2 separate regions of the Cricetulus griseus genome follow, and region 1 is linked to region 2. A link is a contact called in public Hi-C data. All regions are on one chromosome and are shown on one strand. The core of a region is the stretch at or near the end of the contact, and the rest is flanking DNA. Distances in the headings are between cores, read along the strand shown. Region 1 holds the start of Idh3b (isocitrate dehydrogenase [NAD] subunit beta, mitochondrial). Region 2 holds the start of Pced1a (PC-esterase domain-containing protein 1A).

What was found. A called contact is a pair of places that touch in the nucleus more often than the background predicts.
Region 1: a contact with region 2 is called in a Hi-C map of the CHK-Q cell line, with 4 times the contacts expected there. The contact joins the promoter of Idh3b here to the promoter of Pced1a in region 2. A contact is called at or near these places in 2 of 8 Hi-C or Micro-C datasets (the CHK-Q cell line and liver).

Annotation. Positions count from the first base shown.
Region 1 is chr6:48,321,327-48,328,885 of CriGri-PICRH-1.0, reverse strand. It overlaps Idh3b (isocitrate dehydrogenase [NAD] subunit beta, mitochondrial), which reads right to left and starts at 1,682. Exons shown (of 12, transcript XM_027421815.2): 1 at 1,577-1,682; 2 at 1,366-1,446; 3 at 1,132-1,230; 4 at 925-1,045. The coding sequence starts at 1,612. It overlaps LOC103163425 (a long non-coding RNA gene), which reads left to right and starts at 1,650. Exons shown (of 4, transcript XR_004770438.1): 1 at 1,650-1,728; 2 at 2,329-2,799; 3 at 3,051-3,192; 4 at 5,930-6,781.
Region 2 is chr6:48,180,804-48,187,889 of CriGri-PICRH-1.0, reverse strand. It overlaps Pced1a (PC-esterase domain-containing protein 1A), which reads right to left and starts at 3,293. Exons shown (of 8, transcript XM_027421802.2): 1 at 3,021-3,293; 2 at 1,943-2,083; 3 at 1,332-1,411; 4 at 983-1,221; 5 at 743-893; 6 at 409-655. The coding sequence starts at 2,066. It overlaps Vps16 (vacuolar protein sorting-associated protein 16 homolog), which reads left to right and starts at 2,826. Exons shown (of 24, transcript XM_027421799.2): 1 at 2,826-2,980. The coding sequence starts at 2,928.

The sequences.
Region 1 (7,559 bases), core at 433-2,932, 140 kb before region 2:
GCTGGCACTATAGTCAGTTCCTTGGTTAAGTGAGTACAGTGGTCAAAAACAAATAAAAACCAAAAAAAAAGTGAATACAGTGGGCTGAACAGTGATCCCCAAACCGACAGGCCCATGCCCTTACACCAAGAAACCATAAACATGATTTATTGGGGTGGTGGGAGGCTATAAATGTTATCTTATTTGGAGAAACACTTTTTTTCAGATCGAATTAGGCGCCTTGAGATAAAATTGTCCTGGATTGGGGGCAGGGCTAAATCCTAATGGTAAATCAGAGAGAGAGAGAGAGAGCCTCAGAACTGAGAGTACATTTATACTATTTACAGCCACCACAAAAATTGTACTATCCAATGGCAATCATAGAAAATGAATATGAGTGGCTATTCTGATAGATGACATCAGAGGAAAAAAAAACATTTTGGGTAGAGGGAAGAGCGTAAGTCAAGGCAGAATATATATATTCGACAACTAGCACAGCTGACTGTGAGCAAAGCACAGAACAGGTCGTGGAAAGGAAAACAGGAAAGCCAGGGGCCTGATCAGAAAGAACCGAACCGACTTTCCTCTGCAAAAGCTGACCCTGGTAGTCAGGCTGTTCAAGAAAATAGATTTGGAAAATGGCCTATGTGGGAAAATCTAGAAGCCAAAAGAATCCAATAAGGGGAATAAAACAGAAGAAGAAGAAGGCAATAGAAAGGGGACGGTTAGAATGGACACTGCTGGCACAGCTAACAGGGTCTGACCACAGTGACAACAGCCTGAGCAGGCCCCAAACCCTTGCAACTTCGCTGACCTCCCTTCCCATAAGAAACAAATTCCCAAGTATCAGTAGAGGGCCGTCTGGGTAGCTGATATATACACGCCAGAGAGAGAGAGGCTTATGAACACTGCTCATTTGACTTTAAATGACAGAGGCATACAAACCAATGATGGCAACTTTGTTCTCCTTCATGGAACTCAGCAGCTGCTCCAACTTCTCCTCAGAAGCCATATTCTGCACCTCGCTCAGGCGGTGCTCCTTGAATTCCACTGGGACAGCAGCAGCCTTCAGGTATCAATCAGTCCAAGCACAGGGCCAGGTCAGGTCTGGCAGCTGGACCACCCATCCCCCACCACAGGCTACTCGCTCACCTTGAACACTTCCTTGACAGCATGCATGAGCTCCGGCCCCACGCCGTCTCCCGGCAACATGGTCACAGGAAAGGCACCCTCAACCTTCACATCTTCTGCCTGTGAGTGGGACCAGCGGAGATGGAGCAGGGGCAGAAGCAGGAGTCAGAGGGAGACAGGTGGAGAGCGGAAACCCAGGGGAGCGGACAAGGAGGCGACAAGGATGGGCGAGGGCGAAGCCGGACTCGAGCGTACCTGGGTCTGTGAAGCGGCGTGAGCCGCAGCCGATGTTCGGAGACCTCTCCAAGCCCCGGGGTTCCGAGCGGCGACCACCGCCTGCGACAGACATAAGGTTAGATCTGGGACACCCAGGCCCCTTACACCGCGCCGGCCTTACCTTTTGGAAACTCCGGACAAACCCTCTGCTCTCCCGCCCACCCTCTGCCCAAAACGTCCCGGGCCTCACTCGGGTCAGCCAGCGGACATTGCTCAGCGCTGCCATCTTCTACAGAGGGAGTCGCGCGGGAAGTGACGCCGGAAGCGAGCGCGACGGTGGGAGCTGGACTTCCTTTCGGCTCGGTCCTGCTTGACGGTTATTTGCCCTCTACCAGTCGGAAGGTTGTGCAGATTCATTTAACTCTGTCCTTCTGTTTAGTAACGTAGCGTCACGGGACACACAACCGGTTTGTCTGTCTTCAGTTGTCAGATTTTATTTCTTTTGAAACTTCAATACTAAAAAAGTATATGGCTATTTATCCAGCGAAGACGTGCGATTAACAAGTTGAGAATCCTAAGGCGTCTGTGAATGTTTCTGTTATATTATGATAGATGTGCTTGTTTTCTCCTAATCCAGTTACCGGGTATTTATCAAGTCTCTGTGTTTTGAGGGGTTTGTTTTGTTTTTTTACTACAGGATCTTATTCTTTGCTCTAACCAGTTGTTATAGGCTTGAACTTCGTCGCTAATATAAATATTGCACGACACATTTCATTTGTGATGCATATCTTAAAATATCATTTATTCTTAGCTGGGCGTGGTGGCACACATCTGGGAGGCAGAGGAAGGCGAATCTCTCGAGTTCGAGGCCAGCCTCGCCTGCAAAGCTAGTTAGTTCCAGGACAGCCAGAGAAACCCCTGTCTCGAAATAGATCATGTTTTTCAATGGATTGACGTGATATATATGCAGCTCTATTACAAATTAGCTTTTTATTTATTTAGAGTGAAGGGAGCACCACAGGGCACTTGTATCAGTGAAAGAACAGAGGCCAACAGAATTGGTACTCTCCTGCCACCATATAGATTTCAAGAGTTGAGCTCAAGTCATAAGGCTTGGCAGCAGGCATATTTACCCAGTGAGCCATCGCATCAATTCCAAGTTAGTTTTCTTATTATCATATACGAACATAATGAGTTTCCTTTGTAATCTGAATTATTTTATCCATTTAAAAGACCTTCTCTAAGATGTGATCCATGAGTTTCAGTGTTCTTCCAAAGAAGTCCTGGGCACACAAAGGGTTCAAAATTTCTTCTCTGTTAAGACCTGTTCCTTCTTTTCCCTTTACAACCATGAGCAATCAAAGGAGTGATTCCTTGAAGATGCAGTTTGGGAGGTTTTTGGAAAAAGTAGAACTCCTGATAAGTGGGATAAACTGGATTTTACAGAAGTGACTATACTCAATGTAGAATAAGGTAGGTTATAAGCAAAAGTGGTGTCTGCTTCCCCAGAATCGAAGATGAAGGGGGGTTGTTAAAGTGGCTGGCTGGAGGGGTGTTCTCAGGAGAAATGTATCAATATGGGAAAGGGGCAGGAGGAGTTCTGCAAGATGCAGCCTCAGCTGGAGTTTTCCCCCAGTCTGGTTCCCTGGGGAGCTCTGAAGTGTGAATAATGTCTCGAGATTTTTCTGATTTGAGGCAAGGCTTCCTAACCCGCTTTGCTCCAGCATAACATAGGCCAAGGACATCTCTCAGAGAAGGAGGGAGTCATCATCGGTTAATGACCAGACCAGCATCTGAAGCAGTTGAAGGACCGGACAGTCCCACTGACCAACGGGATCGCAGCATAGTGGCTGCGATGCTGTGCAGGTAAGAATGTCCACGTCAACTGAAAATCAGGAGAGAAATCATGTGAAGAGACACACATGATGGGTAATGAGAAGTAGGGTTGGTGCAAGGCCTAAACCTGAGAGAAAAGATAGAGAATCATGAACAATACTGTTGAGCCTGGTGATAATGGAAATTATCTTCACTTAGTTGTAGGTGGCTTCATCAAGAAAACAAGCATTTGGGTTCATTTAAAAGTGCCATTTTCAGGTAGATCTCTGTGAGTTCAGGGCCATCCTGGTCTTCAGAGTGAGTTCCAGGAAAGCCAGGGCTGCATAGACCGTGTTTCAATAGAACAAAAAAACCCAAAAAATTATAAAGGCCATCTTGCCAGAAAGGTACATGGAGTTGAGGCTTCTGGCAAAATGGAATCGGGAGATAAGTGAAAAGCAATCAAAAAGTTCTAATTGATAGTCAGGTACAAAAAGAATCAAAGGTCATAAATTATTCAAAAATTAGTACTTATAGGAGTTGTTGAATGTGTAAGATAGAAGAGGAACGTGTTTCCACAAGGAAGCAAGTCAAACAGGTGTCAGTAACAGTGAAGCTGGAGACCCATCAGATGAGGACACAGATCACAGTACTGATGGTCAGCCTTGTTGCAGTGTGCCAGCCAGGACAGAACGGCCTCCTGAAAAGAATCCATGTGCCATTCCAGGAAGTCAGATATGGCAAAGTGTAGTTGTATGGTGTTTTTACTCTTTTTGGGCTTTTTGAGGGGCCCTGCCACCCAGCTCCCAAGTAAATTACACATGAAAGCTTATTATTACTTATGAATGCCTGGCCCTTAAGCTTGTCTTGTGTCTAGCCAGCTTTTCTTATCTTAAATTAACCCATCTACCTTTTCCTCTGGGCTTTTATCTGTCTCTTGTGTAAATCTTACTTTCACTCTTACTCCGTGGTTCACTGGTGGCCAGGTGGCTGGTGGCTGGGTGGCTGGTCGTTGGCCCCTGACATCTTCCTCCCCTTGTTCTCTTGTTGCTCTTCCTCCTCATTTCTCCTTTCTGTTTATCGTCCTGTATGCCAGCCCTGCCTATCCTTGCTCCTGTCTTGCTATTGGCCATTCAGCTCTTTATTAGGACTACCAGACATTATTAGGACCACACAGCTTCATACAGTTAAACAAATGCAACATAAACAAAAGTCACATACCTTAAAATAATATTCTATCACCGCAAAGAGTGTTAATATTTTACACAGGGTCTAACTATATAACCATGGCTGAACTGGAACTCACTATGAAGACCAGGCTGGCTTGAAACTCACTGAGAGCTACCTCTTATTTTTTTTTTATTAATTTATTTTTTACATTCCAATCCCAGTTCCCCCTCCCTCTTCTCCTGCTCCTCTCACTCCCCCACCCCCTCCTCCCATCTGCTCGGAGATCTACCTCTTCTTACTCTAAATAATATTTAACTAGCTTGAGTATCTTTTTAAAAAATAATTTATTGTCAGGCATTGGTGGCACACGCCTTTAAACCCAGCACTCGGGAGACAGAGGCAGGCGGATCTCTGTGAGTTCTGTGGTCTCCAGAGCGAGTGCCAGGATAGTCTCCAAAGCTACACAGAGATACCCTGTCTTGAAAAAAAAAATTATTTTATGTGCATTGGTGTGAAGGTGTCAGATCCCCTGGAATTGGAATTACAATTCTCTTTAAAAAATAGAAATAGTAAATAAGGACAAAGCTTCTTGTCACTCAAACCACAGGCATTTAGCTGTTTCAAAGCTTTTTCATGTGTATACACATTAGAATATAGTATTGGTTTTAGTGTATGTTTCAGAATAGTTTCATACTCTTTATGCTTATTGTTACATAATTTTCCCTTTTCTCGAAACACTAATATCTGACATGTCATAGGGATTTAAGAAGACACTATGTCATAGAAAATGAGAAACCCTTTTTTTTTTTAAGATTTTATTATGTATACAGTCTTCTGCCTGCATGCCAGAAGAGGGCACCAGATCTCATTTAAGGTGGTTGTGAGCCACCATGTGGTTGCTGGGAATTGAACTCAGGACCTCTGGAAGAACAGTCAGGTCTCTTAACCACTGAGGCATCTCTCCAGCCCCTGAGAAATTCATTCTTTTTGTTTGTTTTTGTTTTTTGAGACAGGGTTTCTCTGTGTAGCTCTGGAACTGGCTGTCCTGGAACTGACTCTGTCTGTAGACCAGGCTGGCCTCTAACTCAGAGATCTGCTTGGGATTAAATGTGGCACCACTATGCCGTACAAAAAATTCTTTTGCTCCACTGCATAGTATGCTATAATGTTAATTTACTAAATTAATTAGTCCTTCTTAAATAGGCAAATGCTTAGCATGAATTCTGATTGGGGTGTTGTCGGCAACATTGCTGTGTATATCCCTGTATACTTTCCTTTGTACACATGCTGGATACAGCCATCCCACAAAGCACCTCTATCCATGTACATATTTCAGATGGAGTGGTGTGTTCATGATAGTTTGGTTGTAGATCCATATGTGTATTTCACTTCTGAATGTGTTCTGATGCAGTAAACAGAAAACTCAATAATCATGGTAGCTATTGGTTTCTCTCCCATTGCTTCTGAAAGTAGAGTTACTGGAATTGATTTAGCTGCTGAGTAATGATCCAGGCTCTCTGTCATCTCCTCTCTGAGCTCCAGTGGTTTGTGTGATGCCTTCATCCTTGTTTCATAGTCATAGAATAGCAGCTGATGTCATTTTTTCATTCACATGTAGGAAATGGATAAAAGAACAGTTCCCAAAACCCTCCAAAGAACAATTGAAAATTGTTGAAGAACAAAGAAAGATTCATGAGAAAAGGATGAAACTAGAACAAGAATGACAATGCCAACAAAAAGAAGAGCAAAAAATTATCCTGGGCAAGGAGATGTCCAGGCCAAAACTGTCCTCCTCATTAACAACCCAGGATCGAATGGCAGACTCTGAACTTTTTACAAAAAAATATGAAAAAAACTTTGTATTGTAGCTTCATGTTGAAGTCATTTTTTTGTTTTTGTTTGTTTTAATTTGGCAAGTCTGGACAGTTAGCTTGTTCTAATAGGGGCTATGCTCTGCAATCCCTTTATTTTTCCCGCTTTTCCTCCATTGCGTCAGATCATTGCTGTCTTGTAGAAGTGGTGTATTTTTCACCTGATGGGATTCTATACTGGTTGATGGCCTGCTGAAGTGCAGGTCACTTGGTGAATAGCTTGGTCTGGTAAGGTGTCCACTGACCACTGACTTTGGGGTTATACTCTGTTTACTAAGTCATAATGCTGGTTTTGGTGACTTTTTGTTTTTTATACATTTATAAAAGAAGAAAAAGTTGGTAATTGCATTGCAAAATTCCCAGGGTTTTGCTGGACCTGTGTGGTATTGTTACAGCAGTGTCCTTGTGATACTGTGTCTCTTGGTGTTCCTGATAACAGGTAAGGATAACAGATGGTCACCACAGAAGTACCCACATTTCGGTATGGTCTCTGTCAGACTTTTGTTTCTTTCATTGGCAAAATCAAACCAGCATTCCCCACTGTCAATAAATGATTTTGCTGAATAAAGTAAAGTCTTAAATTCAAAAAAAAAAAAAAAGAACAGTTCCAGCCATTTGTATTCTTTCTTATCTGAAATATCAAGGCTTGGGACTTGGGAGATGGCTCAATTGACAGTGGCATTCCCCACTGTCAATAAATGATTTTGCTGAATAAAGTAAAGTCTTAAATTCAAAAAAAAAAAAAAAAGAACAGTTCCAGCCATTTGTATTCTTTCTTATCTGAAATATCAAGGCTTGGGACTTGGGAGATGGCTCAATGAGTAAAAACATTGTCTGTGAAAGTTTAATGACCTGAGTTCAGATCCCTGGAATCCACATAAAAAGAAGGCATTAGCACCCATCTGTAATCCCAGGACTTCTGAGAAAGGACATAGGCAGGAGAATATCTGGAAGCTTGTGGACCAGTTAACCTGGAATATGCAGCAGAGGCACAAGAGACCCTGCCTCAAAACAGAGCAGAAGGCAAGAACCAATTCTGGGGAATTGTCTGCTGACCTTTGCACATGCCATAGCATGCACATACCTACCTACCTACCTACCTACCTACACACACACACACACACACACCCCTCTCACAAGCAGCACAAAGAAAATACCAAAGCTTTCTCTGAAACATTCTCATCAAATTTCTTGGGCCTCATAGGTGGAACCAGACCTGTTCTTTCACTGGAAAGAAAGGTAATAATGAGGGAAAGATGTTCATTCAGATTACCTTAACCCAGTTCACACTCAGGTTGCACATTAGAGGCCTTTTAAAAATTCTTAACCTAGGCTGGGCTTCCAGAGATTTTTAAATACTTGGTTTGGGGTAGAAAC
Region 2 (7,086 bases), core at 2,044-4,543:
AGTACTTGCACACTTTCACTCAAGTGCACAGAAGGAGTCATACAGCTTCAGAACTGGAAGCGGAACAGTCATGTGACTCCTGTGATCTAACCATTCCCAGAAAGTGAGAAAGGAACACTCAGGAGCCACAACTGTTTTTCTTTTCAAGATAGGGTTTCTCTCTAGCTTTGGAGGCTGTCCTGAAACTTGCTCTGTAGACCAGACTGGCCTCGAACTCACAGATCTGCCTGCTTCTGTCTCCTGAGTGCTGGGATTAAAGGTGTGTGGCCACTACCACCCAGCCTACCACAACTATTTTTCAAGGGATAATCTATTTTCTACAAGTACCCCTGGTGCATTTGGTTCTTTGTGCCTTGTGCTAAAGATCCTATCTACTTCACTACCCACCCAATCTGTGGCAGGTCTTACCTGGGAGAGGGTCATGTTTGGGTAGCTCCACACCCCAGGCATCAGCCACATGGGTCAGAAGTAAGTGTGAGAGGTGGCGGTGTGCATGTTGGTCCCAATGGACACCATCTCGATGACGGTGACGTACGGCATGCCGGAAATGGAAGTGGAGATCTAGGACGTCGAAACAGTGGTTCCCAGCTAGTGTAGCACTGTAGAAGTTCCCTTCAACCACATCCTGTCGCAGAGAGACTGCCAGAGGCTGGAGCTAATTGAGAAAGTGGAGCCTCTAAGATGGTCTCCTATCTACCAGCCAGCCACACTCTATCCGGTCCAGAAGGGCCCAATTACTTACCTCTGGCAGGAGGAAACCCCCAGTGACACGTTCCCCCAAAGGCATTGCCATGTTCCACACCAGCAGACAAGAGTCTGGCAAAACCTGGTCCATTCGTACAAACACTCGTTCCAAGTTCTCTCTGTAGCTTTCCATTGGGCAGCGGCCATATCTGTTGGGTAACACTTAGGGTGGGCAAGAGCACAGGAATGGCGCCATACCTCCACCTCCAACCAGCATTTCCCTTTCCCCCGCCTGAACCTGGAGAGATCCCAGAGGCAGGAGTTGATGATCACTAGGTCAGGGGCAGGTCCATATGACAGCTCCTTCAAGACGTCCTCAAGGTACTCGGAGTAAACACGGGTGAGGAAGTAGAAGCGCACAAGGTGGTGGCCAGAACCAGAGCAGAACTGGCGGACCTCTCGGTACTGTGTCCCGTTGTGTAGCTCGCCCAGCTGGCCCCCAGCCACCAGCTGATCCTGTTCAAAGCTCAGCTCCCCCTACCCACCCACCCCCACCCCGATGGTCAGATCCATGCCAGGCAGGTGGTCCTTTTCAGGCCAGGGTCTGCACCCACCCAACTCTGGCATGGCTGCCAAGCTTCTCTCACCTTGGCTTTTAACTGGGAAGCTGTGAGCAGTGAGTCTTTCTGGAGCAGAAGCACCAGGTCCTTATACACAGCTCTCTGGACTGCAGGGAGACAGGGATCCGGAGGTTAAGGCAGGCCTCATCCCCTCCCAGAGCCTCCCAAATGAAGTCCTTTTGTTTCTCAAGGTTTGGACGATCAATAGCAGCACTATGGAAGGTTGACTTAAAGGAAAGTAAAGATGAAGTTTGAAAATCCTGGCTCGGCTTCTTTCTAGTCATATGCCTGTCCCCTGTCTTGGCTACAGTGACCCAAGACCAACTGGCACAGTTAAGTTGGCCCGGTCATCAGGGAAACACACAACATAACGCAGAGCTCCTTTTAAGAAAAACCATGGAGGTCTACAAGAGATAAAGATGCTACCAACATGGGCTAAAATGCTACATAAATGATATGCCAGGACACCCATGGAAGGTATATAGAAAAAAACAAAACAAAACAGTCTAGTGTTCTAAAACAGAATAAAAGATGGAGAAAAGACTGAAATGGAGATACGGGGTGCAGGCATTAAAGAAAACAGGATATAGGACTGAAGAGATAGGACTGTGAAATGTCATCCTAGAGTGGTCACTCACTGGAGTCCCCCAAAATGACCACGAACTTGTTGTGTAGCAGCTGCTGGACTTCGGAGGCTTGGAAGTGGACCATGGTGCTTCGCAGCAGGCGGTGTGGCATCTCGTTTTCCAAACAGAAGACCATGCTGTCACTGACACCGGCTGCAGGGAGAGGCCACTAAGCTGACAGAGGGCAGGGACTCAAGGTAAGTCAGTCTGTCCCAAGATGACAGATGCACATTGGCCCCTCCCTGGCTGCTCCGAGTAAGAGGGAGGAGAGTGGGGTCGCATGGCACATCCCATGATAGCACCAGCCTTCACACTGGGAGGGTCGCTTGGGCCAAGGGCCTACACTATGGCGCTTCGCGGGCGCAGCGATTCCCTTGCTCCCAGCCACGTGTCAGCGGCGGCCCCGCCCGTGCGCACACGTCCGCTCGCGCCAGTTACCAAGTCTGCGGGCTCCAGGGATTCACGGGCCAGTAGGGCAGGCCCGGGCGCCGCGCGCCTTGCCCGCAGCGGGCTCCTGATCTAGAGTCATGTTCCCGCGCCCCTTGAGGGCGGTAGGTTCTTGCAAAGACCTTGCCCTACAGAGCCCGGGTGCCCAGGTTAGCTGTAGGTGCGCAGCTCGACGCCCAGTGCTCTCCATGCGTGCGTCCCGGTGGTCCAGCTAACGCCTCCAGCATCTGAGTTAGGAGGAGATGCTCATGGCTCCCACTTCCGGTCACCCATGTCCCTCCCTGCGTGACTCCCAACGTCGGAGAGGTCAGAAAGACAGCTAGGCTGGCTGCCGTGCAGGATAAGAATCAGGGTAAGGCCCACCCGGGCGAGCGTAAGCCCCGGTAAGAGCGGAGGGCAGAACGATAGCTCAGTGCGCTTTGCCCACAGTACTGATGGCCGCGATGGTGGCCTCGCCACGTGACCCCGACGGGCGGAAGCGGAAGTGCGGCCTGGAGCTTGCGCCAGGCGGGTGTTTTCTCGGCGCCTCTATCCGCCAGCTGTACCAGACATGGACTGTTACACTGCGAATTGGAATCCACTCGGGGACTCTGCCTTTTACCGGTGAGCCGCCCGCCGCCCCACCTTCTCGCCCACTGCTTACCGTGTTTGTTGGCTGGTTTGAGCCTCCCCCGGCGGAGCCAGCGGCGCTCGCCCCCCCGTCACTACGGGTGCTGGCGTCCGCCCCTCCGGCGGCTCGCCAGAACGTCTGCCACTTTACGCACAGTCGCCTAGGGGCAGCAATCTGGTCCTTCCTCTGCTCCAACGGAGGCAAGGTCTGAAGGCACCCCAATACTGAGGTCTGTCGGCCTCCGGAAGGATGCTGGGATCACGATGAGGGAGGCCGCCCGCAGCGACAGCGAGTGCCAGTCTCCTTCCGGAAACTGCTGCTGAAGTCAGACCACAGGGGCTCTCAGAGGAGGGCGGGATCCCCACAGCGGGCGGAGTGACAGTACTGACCAAAGCTGAGAGAAGGGGGTGAATAGCCATTCAGCCCTGGGGCACTATTAATGAAGAACTCTAGGCATTGGCAACTCACTGAACTTGGGAGAGCCCTGAGCAGTGGGTCTTTGTCAAGTCTAAACTAGAAAAGTGATTACAGTGGGTAGGGTCTCTTTGACTTTCTTTCTAAGATAAAGTACAAAGTGCTTGTGGAGCATACATCAATTGGTCAACCTCTATGTGTCTCCCTGAGTGGCTTCCAGTTTGGTCTCAACCATCCTCAAATCGTGTTCCAGCCGCACAGAATTGCAAGACCTCATCCCATCATGCGATTTCATGGCTTTCTGTGTTTTCATAGCCCTACGATCCCTTTTGTGGGCATTGGTATTTCTCTCTTTATCACACTGAAGAATTATTGCTGGTCTTCAGGACCTTCCTGGTCTTCCTACAGTAGAATTCTTTGTTCCTTACAGGGTTTAGTTGTAGTGTCTAATATGTGGCAAATGAGGGTAATATTTGTTTGGGTTTCTTTTGCTGAGTTCCTTGAGGGTTAAGAATATCTCTTTATTTCCCATGCATATTTAGATCAATGCCTGTTACGTAATAGTTGTCTAGCCTGTGGTGTCCCATGCCTCTTAAACTCTAGTTGTCTAGCCTGTGGTGTCCCATGCCTCTTAAACTCTGGAGGCAGAGGCGTTGCATCTCTGTGAGATCCATGCCAGCCTGGTCTATGGTAATCAGTTCAGGCCAGCCAGGGCAACATAGTAAGACCCTGTCTCAAAACAACACAGAAACAAAACTTAATAGTTTCCCAGCTAGTTGCAAATTGTAAAGAATATTTTATTGATGCACCTGCAGATCACAGAGACATTGCATTGGTGTTTTATCTCAGTAGAAGACATTGCTTCTGCTAGTGAAACTGTTTACCATACTCACAGCCAGACTTTGAAATGAAACTTTGTTGTTCATAATGTGATGTGATAATTTCTAGAGATCTGTTGCATTTGTTTATCCTCAATTCCTCTTAGACACATGTACAATATGAAAAATGAAAAACTTAGTTGAGATCAACAGGAACTATTAATGATTTCACCCATTGAAAATACTAGTGAGCAGAGTGTGGTGTCACACCCATTACCCAAGCACTTGGGAGGTGGAGGCAGGAGGACCAGGATTAGTAACTGATCAGTTTGCACTTTATCTTATAAAGGAAGTCAACAAGACACTAACTACTGACTATATACATATATTGGAGGCCAGCCTGGGCAAGGTCAGGCTCTATCCCAAAATACATATTTAAAACACTAAAAAATAATAAAAATAAAATATTAACTATTTTTAAAGTAATTTTAAAACGGAGCATAGAAGACAACGACTTCGTTGCAACAGAGCTCCTCCTGTTTGTTGTATGAAGGCTTAGCTTCATGGGTGCATGTTTCAAAAGATGTGAGTGTGTGTCATAGAAGAGGCTGACTTCCCATTACCTGTGTTGAGCTCATAGAAACACAAGTGTTAAGCCTTGCTGAAGATGATAAGTTACAAACAAATAAGACTTTCTAATAAGCTGGATACCATGCCAAGTACTTTATGTATAGTTTCTTAAATATCCCACCACAGAATCAGGATCATGATTTGTTCCAACTTACTGATGTAGAAGCTGAGGGACAGAAAGTCCAGGTTAAATAATTAAGTGGTTCTGTAAGTGGTAGCACATGCCTTTAATCCTAGCAGAGGAAGGGGATCTCTGAGTTGGAGGCCAGCCTAGTTTACAGAGTGAGTGAGTTCCAGGGCAGCCAGGGCTACACAGAGAAACCCTGTCTTGAAAAGTCTCCCTACCTCCCCCACTCAAAACAAAACCTAACAGGTAGACTCTGTGCCAAAACACAGATTTTTTTTTAAATTTTACATTTTGGGTGTGTATGTATATGCATGCGTGCATGCCTCTGTGGCTTTGGAGACTATCCTGGAACTAGCTCTTGTAAACCAGGCTGGTCTCAAACTCACAGAGATCTGCCTGCCTCTGCCTCCCAAGTGCTGGGACTAAAGCCGTGAGCTACCACTGCCCCCGCTGTTTACAGACATTTGTAAGGCAACATGTGGGTGCTGGGATTGACTCTGGAAAAGCAGCCAGTGCTCTTAACTGCTGAGCTGCCTTCCCAGCCCTCCTTGGTTTTGTTTTTCTGAGACAGGCTCTCATGTAGCCCAGGAAGACCTTCTGCCTCCATCTACCAAATGTTAAGGATATAGGCATGTGCCACTGTACCCAGTTTATCCAGTACTGGGGGGTTGAACCCAGGGCTTCATGCATGCTAGACAAGTGTTCTACCATCTGAGCTAGTTTTCCAGCCCTTTATCTGAACCATATTTTCATTATTGTTCAGTAGTGTTGAGTATATTTGCTGTGGTGTACAGACAATTTAATTTTTTTTCATCTAACAAAACTGAAAGTCTGTACCTATTAAATAGCAATTCCCCATTAAACAAGTACTCCCGTTTCTTTGGACTTGACTATTCTAGGTAATTCATGCAAGTGATGTCTTTCACTTGTCTTTTTGTGATTGGATTATTAACTTAATATTGTACTGTCCCCAAGGTTAATGTTATAGCATGTATCATAATTTCTTATTTTTTAAGGCTGGAGGATTTTGTTGTATATATATATATATATATATATATATATATATATATATATATATTACATTTTCCTTATCCATTCTGTCAGTAATATGGATGGGCGGAGTCGAAGACAGCCACTCAGAAAAGACTGTGGGTGGTGCAGATTTCATAGGGACAGTCAATGCACTCAATGGTAAAGGCTAGCCACATTTTTCTTCTCTGTACCCAGGCCCCAGAAATAGAAATCTTGTCAGCAGCAGTAAATGGACCCTGGATTCTAATACCAGGAAACCATTGGACATAGCAGCGTTGCTGTCACCCCTACGCTCTAGAGAATAATGTTCCCATGAACACACACACACACACACACACACACACACACACACACACACACACACACACACACCTTTAAAAGGGCTAGTTGAGTACATGCTTAGTTTGTGAGAGGAAATGCAAGACATGAACGAACAAAAGCCCTCTTTCAGAGCTGTTGTGTTTCACTTCTGGGTGTATATCTAGAAACAGAATTCCTGGATTGTCTGGCAGTTCTGTTTACATTTTTAGCCTTGCCATACTGTCTTCCACAGCATCAGCTGCACCATTTTACAAACCAGCTGCAGTACCCAAGAGTAGCATTTAGTTTTGAGTTAGTTGGAGGCAAGGGATTTTGGGGAGTGATAGTGGACCCCCTAATGTGAGACCTGATATACTTCCTCCCTGGGCATCTCTGCTCTGGCCTCTTGTACACAGGGCTCTTTTTACACGATGGTGGACAGTGCTTCCCCAGAAGTTAACCTGCACAGCCAGAGGGGCTTCTTTATCAATTACTGCAGGGGCCGGATGGAGGCTTCCAGAAGTACTAGGTTTCATAGTTTCCCAGATTAGAACCTAGGATCCATTTGCTGCTGCTTAGGAGATTTCCATCTCTGGGATGTGGGAATGGAAGAGAAGGCTATAACTAGCCTTCCACATGGAGGGATGGCCTGTCCTCAGGGAAGCTTTGCTCTTGGGCTTTCCTGAGAGGCTGCCCTCCATGCTGCACATCTGTTCCCTATACCACCCGTGGGGGGGGGAGTAGCATGTGCTGCCCCCAGGAACACCATCTGCCTTGA